Regions from separate parts of the Rattus norvegicus genome. Here region 1 is linked to region 2. A link is a contact called in public Hi-C data. All regions are on one chromosome and are shown on one strand. Each heading gives the region's core, a stretch centred on a gene start, on an enhancer-like site or on the middle of the called end of the contact. The rest is flanking DNA. Distances are from core to core; before and after follow the strand shown. Region 1 holds the start of Hnrnpd (heterogeneous nuclear ribonucleoprotein D). Region 2 holds the start of Sec31a (SEC31 homolog A, COPII coat complex component).

Region 1 (4,758 bases), core at 2,251-4,750, 400 kb after region 2:
AAGCCAGGTCCTTTGCAAGAGCAGCATGGGCTCTTAAGCGCTGAGTCATCTTTTTTAGCTCCAAAGCCAACTCTCAACAAAATGCTTTAATCCTGCCGAGCGTACCCTTCTGGCAAATAAAGAGTCCATCCTGGTCACATGCTAGTTACTATCATTAAAGGTGCTGGGCTTGTGTGTTTTCTGTAGCAATGTGTTCTTCTTGCTGTTTCTTCTTGTTCCTGTTCGTTGACTCACTTGATGTCTGAGCAAACTGTCTACACCACCTGTAGATTGGTCTAGAAGATTAAAACTGCTTCCTTGACTCTGGGCCATCTTGTCCTGGACAGAGTGACCCCGGTCAAAGTATCAAATCCATTTTGATTTTTGGTAGCGCTGGGGGTTGACTCCAGGGCCTCCAGCATGCTAAACACTGAGTCAGAGGTGTTATGAAGGCCTCACGCAGCATCCTGCATTGCCTGAAATGTACTCAGAAGCCTCTGAAACAAAGGAAGTTTTGATGACGTGGACAGCGAGGGGCAATATTGCTTCCTTTCCAGTGGTTTGGGAAAGTCAAATGTAGCCTCTCCAGCCACTTCTTATGTGTGAATGAGTAATAAAGCTTAGAAAATACTTTTGTTTTTCTCTTTAAGAAAGTTCATACATTAAGAAATCCTTGGTTATATTTATGCCTGTGATAAAGTGAGAGGAAGAGGAGAGCCATTTGAGATCTCTAGGTGAAAAAAACGTAGTTTGTCTGAAAGATTTTGATCATTTAAAAGTTCAGTGAGCGGGCTGGAGGAATGGCTTAGAAGTTAAGAGCCCTGATTGCTCTTCCAGAGGTCCTGTGTTCAAATCCCAGCAACCACATGGTGGCTCACAACCATCAATAATGAGATCTGGTGCCCTCTTCTGGCCTGCAAGCATACGTGCAAAGAGAACATTGTATACATAATAAATATGTAACTTTTAAAAAAGAAATTCAACCAGCAACAATTGTGTCAATACAGTGTTTGTTACATAATTTCTACCTTTTTTTTTTTTTTTTTGGTTCTTTTTTTTTGGAGCTGGGGACCGAACCCAGGGCCTTGCGCTTCCTAGGTAAGCGCTCTACCACTGAGCTAAATCCCCAGCCCCAATTTCTACCTTTATATAGTATCTATTTCTATATATGTGTGAAAAACAAAACTAGGATATATAGGAATGTTATTTTTGTTCTTCAAAAACTAATGGTGTCTAGATGGCTATAATTAAGAAGACCAAAGATAAAGGATAATGGGCCATGTGAAGGGATGACTGATTGAGGTGTCTGTATGACTGATTCACCTTGAGGGGTCTGTAAAATGCCATAGATACAACCACATTGATCGGGATGCAGAAAGATGGATAGCTCACCTGGCCCATAAGGTTGAAGCCACACATTTAGAAAAGAAGTTCAGGTTGGAGGAAGTGGCACAAGATGTAGAGTTTAAGGCCACCCTTTATTCCCAGCATTCCTGAAGCTGAAGCAGGAATACTGCCCAGAGTGTGAGGCTACCTCAGACTATACAGTGAGCTCCAGGCCAGGCTGGGTTAAAGACCCTGTTTCAAAAAAGAAAACAAGGCACTAGGCCTTAGTGTGAGGAACTTTTGAGTAACATTCAAATTCCAGAAGCAACAGGGCTGCCTGTGAATTAAAGTGGACGTTTTTGGGAAAGTGGTGTCATGGTTATTGTTTTATCGCTGTGAGGATCAAGGCAATGTATAAGGGAAAAGCATTTAGTTGGGGGGCTTGCTTACAATTTGAGAGGGGTAGTCCAATGTCAACATGGTGGGAAGCAGGCAGGCATGGCAATGGAGCAGTAGCTGAGAGCTTTACATCCACTGACAGTAGGCAGAAAGGCTGGATATGACCTTTAAACCTCAAAGCAAATTCCAAGGATATCATCTCTTCCAACAAAGCCCCACCTCCTAATCCTTCCCAAATAGTTCCATGCTATGGTGACTAAAGCATCCAAGCCTTTGGGGGCCATTCTCATTCTAAACCACCACAATCAGGGTTTCTCAGTGTTTCTAAAAGGTAGGCTTATCATTTGAATCCATAGAATAAAAACAAAACAAAACAAAACAAAACAAAAAACCTTGGGTTCATCCTAGCTGTTGCCAACCTGCAATATTTGACTTGAGTACAAGGCCCTCTTATTTGGTTACAATATTTGGAGTACTAATAGTAGAGAAAAATGTGGAATCACTTCTGCTTGTCAACCATCTTGGCGTTGCCTTTCTGTGACTTGCTTAATGTTGAAGACATTTCCACGATATGATACATATTCTCTCATTTTAACAAACTGTGGGGATCTTTTGTTTTAATCTTTTGGGTTTTCGGATTGTGTACAATTACTATAAATTAAAGTACACCACGGGGAAGCATTTATTTAAACGTTTATGATGTATTTTGTGAAGGAGTAGTGCCAGATTGGCCTCAACAGTCTGTCCTCCTTTCTCTGGGATTAGTGTGTATCTAATCACCTGGGCTGAACTCCCGCGGCTCTATGCTGTCTTCTGTAAACTTTTCCAAATCCTTTTTGGAAACTGGATACTTACTAAGCAGTCAAGTGGTTGACAACAAAAAAAGTATATAGAAACTCCATTTTCATCTGTAAGTCTTTCAGGCAGCTGCAACGTCCGACTCCTGAGAAGTTATTTTAATAGGTTTCCTAACGATTAATTTTAAAATCTGAATCACACGCCTAACGGTGATTTTTCTTTTTATAAAGTCGCCACCTCAACACCACAAGCCCAGAAACCTCGTAAAGATGATTCATGACATTTATATATCCTATTTAATACAAGGACTGGAACTCGTATAAAAAAAAAAAAAGAAAGAAAAAAGGAACCCTGGAGTCGACCTTAACACACCTCCCAATCTCTAGAACTTCAAAGAACCGTGGCCGGCTCTAGGCTCTTCAATAACGGAGGCATAAGCGGAAAGAGTTGGGAAGCAACTCTGAGAAAAGGCAGCCTCGACCATCAGGCGGCCTTAAGACGGCGCCGCGGCGGAACCTCAATGTCACCCGGCGCAGGCGGGGACGCCGGAGCACTGCACACGCCCCACGCAGGCCACTGGGCCCACAGCCCGGGCTCCTGAGGGCAGGGTCCGCGAAGCCGCCGCTGGGCTGGACGAACCACACCCCTCCAGGTCCGCCGCTCGGGCCAGCCGCAGCCGAGGAGCCGCCAGTGACTCCAGGAATCCGCGGAAGGGCGGGGCCAAGGGAAGGGGGTTCTCTCTAGCCGCGCCCTCGAACCAGCGCTCCTTGTTCTCGATGGTACCCGCGCGACCCTCTTGTGCACGCCACTTCCGGTTCCCTTTAAAGGCCCGCGCCGCGCGACCGAGGAGCGTGAGAGCAAGTATAAAAGGGAACGGGAGGGCGGGCCCGTGGGGGGTGGGGACTAGCGGTGGAAGGGGCGGAGGAGGCGCAAAGGGCGCGCTCTGGAGTCACGTGACCGGGACGCGCCGTTCTTCCGTCGGCCATTTTAGGTGGTCCGCGGCGGCGCCATTAAAGCGAGGAGGAGGCGAGAGTGGCCGCCGCTGCTACTTATTCTTTTTTAGTGCAGCCGGGGAGAGTGAGAGTGCGCGCTGCGCGAGAGTGGGAGGCGAGGGGGGCAGGCCGGGGAGAGGCGCAGGAGCCTTTGCAGCCACGCGCGCGCCTTGTCTTGTGTGCCTCGCGAGGTAGAGCGGGCGCGCGGCGGCGGCGGGGATTACTTTGCTGCTAGTTTCGGTTCGCGGCGGCGGCGGGTGTCGTCTCGGCGGCGGCGGAGGCAGTAGCACTATGTCGGAGGAGCAGTTCGGAGGGGACGGGGCGGCGGCGGCGGCAACGGCGGCGGTAGGCGGCTCGGCGGGCGAGCAGGAGGGAGCCATGGTGGCGGCGGCGCAGGGGGCAGCGGCGGCGGCGGGAAGCGGGAGCGGCGGCGGCTCTGCGCCCGGAGGCACCGAAGGAGGCAGCACCGAGGCAGAGGGAGCGAAGATCGACGCCAGTAAGAATGAGGAGGATGAAGGGTGAGTAAGGGGCGGCCCCGGGCAGCCGCTCGCCAGGCCCCCCTCCCCCTCCCCGCCATTAGGCCTCGCTCCCGCGACTGCCCGCCCGCAGGCCCTAGTGCAGTCGCCTGCTCGGCCACCCTTCTTGTACCCCGGGCTTCCCCGGGCCTGCATTTCCTCCTTCCTTGCCTGCTCGCCCCCTCCCCCATCACACACGTTTCCACCTTTAGCCGTCACCATGCTACTCCGCGGCCCGCCCTCTTTCCTCCCTCGCCATGGGTCTCCTCCCACCGATTTAGCCGCCAGGATTTTTTCCCGCCTGTCGGAGCTCCCCCCCCCCCCATGTCTCCCGGATTTCTAACCACTTAGGCTTAAAAATGCAAACGCACAGAAAAGCTTTTTACCAGGGTTACCAAGGTTTGTTGAGTGCTTCACCCCCACCCCGAGACGGTGCGATTATTTACACGCTCTTGCTTTGGGAAAGGTGTAGGCTGTCCACCTCTTTTCTCCCGCGTCGGCCTCTGGCCAGTGGTTTTTAGCGTTTTAAATAGTTCCGTCTTAGGACTCGTTCGTTCTGTCCACCTTACGCTGTCACTACGGCACGCTCATACAGGCCCTGCGTTTGTGCTATAGACAGACTGGGCCTGCCGATGTCCCTGGTCTGCTGGCGCGTTGGTCTGGCTCCGCGGGCTCCATTTAAGTCCTTCCTGGTCGATGGGGCCTGTACTTGACTGGGGCTCTTCTACCTTCTGCCTGCGGTTGCCCTT
Region 2 (4,727 bases), core at 1,250-3,749:
AGTTCCCTGAAGTGAGCTAAAAGGCTTTTGTGAATGGTACTAGTTTTTCCTTTATAGGTGCAGGCAGTTCTTTGCAAATTCTGATATACATACTTTTATTTTCCTCTTTATTAAACTCAGACTCTCCAGTCTGACAATGCCACCCATGTTCAGGGTGGGACTGTCCTTTCCTGCACCCTGGAAGTCCCTTATGTTTGTTGTGCTGGAGATCACTGCCTCTCTCTGTTCCTCTCCTGCTGGACTTACAGATGCTGGCTGCTGTCCTAAGCTAGCTGTTAAATGGGTCCTGTCTTTGGACTACCATTTCCTCAGCTCTGTAAACTTGCTTTTTAAAGTGAAATACATATGTAGGACACTGAGAGGGTGAAAAAACATTTCTACTTTCCGGTACTTAAGTCTACTGGCTTGTTAATAGGGGTTAAAGAGAGCCTCGTGTATGCTAGGCGTCTTAGGGTCTTACTGCTGCGAACAGATACCAATGTAAGTTTTATAAAGGACAACAGGGGCTGGCTTACAGGTTCAGAGGTTCAGTCCATTATCATCAATGTGGGAACATGGCTGCATCACAGCCTCCAGGCAGGCATGGTACAGGAGGAGCTAGGAGGAGGGTCTCTATGCCCACCCCACAGTGACACACTTCCTCCAACAAGGCCACAGCTTCTAATAGTGCCACTCCCTGGGCCAAGCACATGCAAACCATCATCACACTAGGCAAAAGCTCTTACACTAAAGTATGTCCTCAACATGTAAAGACAAGGTGTCACCCTGTAGTTCAGGCTGGCTTCGCACAGTTTTCCTGCTTCTGCCTCGAAGTCCAGCTTGCTTACACTTTGTGTTCAATAAAGAAGCATTTATTTCACTTAAGGAGTCTAAGAAGGTGTTAACAGGAAAGTTGGGTGTGATAAACAAGTTATGTTAGAAGACCTCAGCTCAGTCCAGGTGCTAAGAGTTTATAACAAGTGATTTTCATCTGGCTCACTTTCACTTGTAATCCCACCCTAAATAAAGAGTACAACGAGGCAGCACATTCATTAAGGTTGGAAGCTCTAAGGGAGATAGTAATGTCCTTTTTAAGTGTCTGGGACCAAAGGGTCCCAAACCAGCCTCATCTGGTAAAAATTCCGGAAATAAACTAGAGCTAGCTTAAGTTGGGAATAGGGAATTTCAGCACCTAATTTCTTTTTGTTGTTTACGGTTTATTCATTTTTTTTTATTTTTTAAGATTTTTATTTTATTGTATGAGTACACTGTAGCTGCCTTCAGACACACCAGAAGAGGGCATCAGATCTCATTACAGATGGTTGTGAGCCACCATGTGGTTGCTGGGATTTGAACTCAGGACCTCAGGAAGAGCAGTCGGTGCTCTTAACCACTGAGCCATCTCTCCAGCCCCCAGGTTTATTCATTTTTTATGTGTTGAGTGCCTGCATTTATGAAATTGCTCTATTGCAAGCAGATATTGCTGGAGGTCAGAAGGTGGTGTAGGGTCCTTTAGAACCGGAGCTACAAATGGTCGTGCACTGCCATGCGGGTTCTGGGAAACCCAAGTCCTCTGCAAAAGCAGCAAGTGCTCTTAACTGTTAAGCCATCTCTCCAGCCTTTGGTGGTGGTATATTTTGTTTTGCTCTTTTGAGAAGGACTCTCTTGCAAGAGTGGCCCTGAACTGATCTTCCTGCCTCTACTTCTTGAGTGTGGCATCATATGCATGAGCTATGATGTCCAACTCAGCAACCATTTTTCATTCTTCTGCTCTGCAGACCAGTTTCTACATTTCCGGTTACTGGTTTATATCCCTAATCGAAAATCTCAAATGCTCCAATTTACCTACACGCATACGCACGCGCGCAACAGTTTGGGATTTTCAAATTAGGATGCTTACTTTATTCCAGTAGCCCAAGGCGAGTGCTAATAGGTCTAAATACCATGGATAGTCACTGAAATATTAAGGATACCAACTTCATTCGATATTCCTCACTCACGCAGCTATGACTCTATAGAGTATACATAATAGCCTTTGGGTGTGTGCGACAAAATCACGTAAGTGCTCAAAAGGAAAAGGTAGCCGAGCCACAAACTGAACCGGTCCATGCAGCTCAGTTTTCGCTCGCCCAGTCCAGTGTCGGCTTCGTCGCCAGCAGCTGCTGAAGCCTCACAGGAGTGCTACGTGGCGTCCTCCCCGTCACCGCTCTTCTTTCCTGACGGAGACGCCCAGCGCGACTTCCCCTTGATCCACTGCCAAGAGGACGCATCCTTACGTTAGGCGCCTCCTCACAAAGCGCGGCAGTCTTTACCTCCGGCCCGATTAGTCTTCCGGAGCCGCTGCTCCCGGAAGTCCCGCGGGGTGGGAGGAGCGGACCGCTGCTCCCGGAAGTGCCGGACGGCCGGGTGGGCGTGGCGAGTCGCCGCACCCGGAAGTTGCGGCCCGCAGGCGGGGCTGCGGCTGCCACGTTGGAGCGGAGCGTGGAGGTGGCCCTGGGCCGCGGAGGAGGGGCGGCGGCGGATCCTGGGAGAGTCCGACGTTCGCCGGCTAACGCAGGACAGGTCACTGAGGTCCGCCAGGTGTGTCCGCCGTTTGTTTCCTGCCCCTCGCCAGGTTCGGTGTCCGCTGCCGAGGCCCGAGGCCCTTCTTCCGCTGTCGGCGCGCCCCCCTGTCTCGTTTCGGCCCCGCCGGGACAACGCCTGGAGTCGCAGCAGCCGGGTGATCGCGCCCGTCATCCTCTACCAACGTTTCCAGGCTGCCCTGCTCGGGAGTGAGTGAGGTTAGGAGCCTTTCAGACCTCTGCACAAAGTGTTGCGATCCCCAAGGGCATGGAAGGGAACCAGACCTCGGGATTATTTCTTTGACTTCAGTTAGGTTGAGATTTTTTTTTTTTAAATTGCGTTTGAACTGTTGCCAAATTTAAAGGTTCATAGATCTGAAAGGAAGACTACTATCACTTAACTACGATTGTATTATTTAGGGACAGCAGTCGCTAATCACAGTCTGTACTTCAAAAGTGTATGATTTTGCGCTGTTGTTTTAAATTACATTGTGAGGCAGTTGTAAAATAATTGCCTGGACTTGTGGGCATATAAACTTTTTCTGTGAGCTCGTAGAACTAATTCTGCAGGTCTTCTTGGAAGTTGCAAGAGTTTTTTGATAGTACTTCCAAATTGTTAAACTATACAAAGCTGAAACTTGGTTTTTTTTTTTTGTCTACAATTGTAACATATATTATATATAATATATACTATATATTATGTATTATATATAATAAGAAGCTCGCTCATGTTACAGTATCCCTTATATCCTGATTATTCAGGAGTTGGCTGAAACGTACTGCCCTTTTAAGTAGTTCTGTCCTTGTTTCTTTAACTCTTAGTTACAGCAAACCAAAAAAGGTTAGCAAGCAATATGAACTTTTGGATAATTTCTATCTAATTGTGAATATGTAACACATTGTGGAGTGTGGAAACGTGAGATTTGAGATGAGTTTTGGATTTCACTGGTTAATTTTGTAAACTTTTTTTTTTTTTCTGAAACATGTAAGTAGACACTTGTGAACTGTAAAAATCAGTGACTGTCAATCTTTTGGCATTTTTATTCCCCTTTGGAAGCATTGGGCTATCTTCCTAGAAAACATGTGTACACTGTATGCACATACCTGGGTAGAATTTTCTTTGTAATTTCATGAGGTTGGAAAATCCCACATTAAAGACTTGTCAAGTGATAGAGCTAAATTAGTTTCTTTTTGTTTCTTCCTTTCTTCTAACCCCCTTCCTTCGTTCTCTGAGATAGGGTCTCTTGTGGCCCAGAGTAGTCTCAAACTCCTTGACTGGCTAAGGATGACCTTGACTTCTGACCCTCCTCCAACCTCCCAAGCTGTGGGATCTTAGGCATGACCACCACACCCGTAGTGTTTCCTTTTTCTGTAGATTAACTTCATCCCCTAACATTTTATCTTGTAGATTTGTATGATAACATGTAGCTCAGCTACCGGGGGTGATTGTTTCTTTTAGTTGAATGAGAGGAACCCGGAACAGCTAATAATGCTAACTCTTGGAGAAACAGTACTCCCGTGCTTCTCGTTATTCTGCCCAAATGGATTTTTACCAAAAATAGTACGAGGAAGGGATTTGCACTCTTCGTTTAAGAGTCAAAGGTGCTGAGCCTATTACCTCTGACTTGGCACTTTCTGAGGTGGGGGGCAGCTGTTTGCAAGGCTGCTGTTTCTGACAGAATGGTACTGTGGGCTCTCGTTGCTACAGAAAGCTTGCAATGAGAGAATGAGTGTAGGCCTGCAGAAGTGGCTCATCAGTGTATATACACACCGCTCTGGCTGGCACCCATGTCAAGCAGCTCACAGCACCTGCAAGTCCAGCTCCAGGGTGACCTGACTCCTCTGGCTTCTGAGGGGACCTGCACGTACATTCATGCGTGCGTAAGCCTACACAGGCACAACACATGTGCATATAATTTAAAAATGCTAAAGGAGATCACTAGGAAGAAGAAAGTTTCCACTTAATTCAATGTAATTATCATATGCAGAGAAAGTTTAAAAGAGTTCTTGTCTGGAATATAGTTTTCTCAGACTTTAGGTTTCGTTTCTGTTTTTTTATTGAGGGGAGCAGCACATAGACCTTGGATATTCTAGGTACACACTGTGAGCTGCATCTCCAATTCTTGCTGTTTTTTGGGGGGGTGGGGTGGGGGGGAGACTTATCTGTTTAGCCCAGACTGGCCCAAA

What was found. Hi-C and Micro-C count contacts between places; a contact is called where the count stands out from the background.
Region 1: a Hi-C map of frontal cortex shows a contact between it and region 2, with 1.9 times the contacts expected there. The contact joins the promoter of Hnrnpd here to the promoter of Sec31a in region 2. A contact is called at or near these places in 2 of 12 Hi-C or Micro-C datasets (frontal cortex and mammary epithelial cells).

Annotation. Positions count from the first base shown.
Region 1 is chr14:9,916,257-9,921,014 of GRCr8, forward strand. It overlaps Hnrnpd (heterogeneous nuclear ribonucleoprotein D), which reads left to right and starts at 3,501. Exons shown (of 9, transcript NM_024404.2): 1 at 3,501-4,012. The coding sequence starts at 3,786.
Region 2 is chr14:9,516,238-9,520,964 of GRCr8, forward strand. It overlaps Sec31a (SEC31 homolog A, COPII coat complex component), which reads left to right and starts at 2,500. Exons shown (of 28, transcript NM_033021.2): 1 at 2,500-2,759.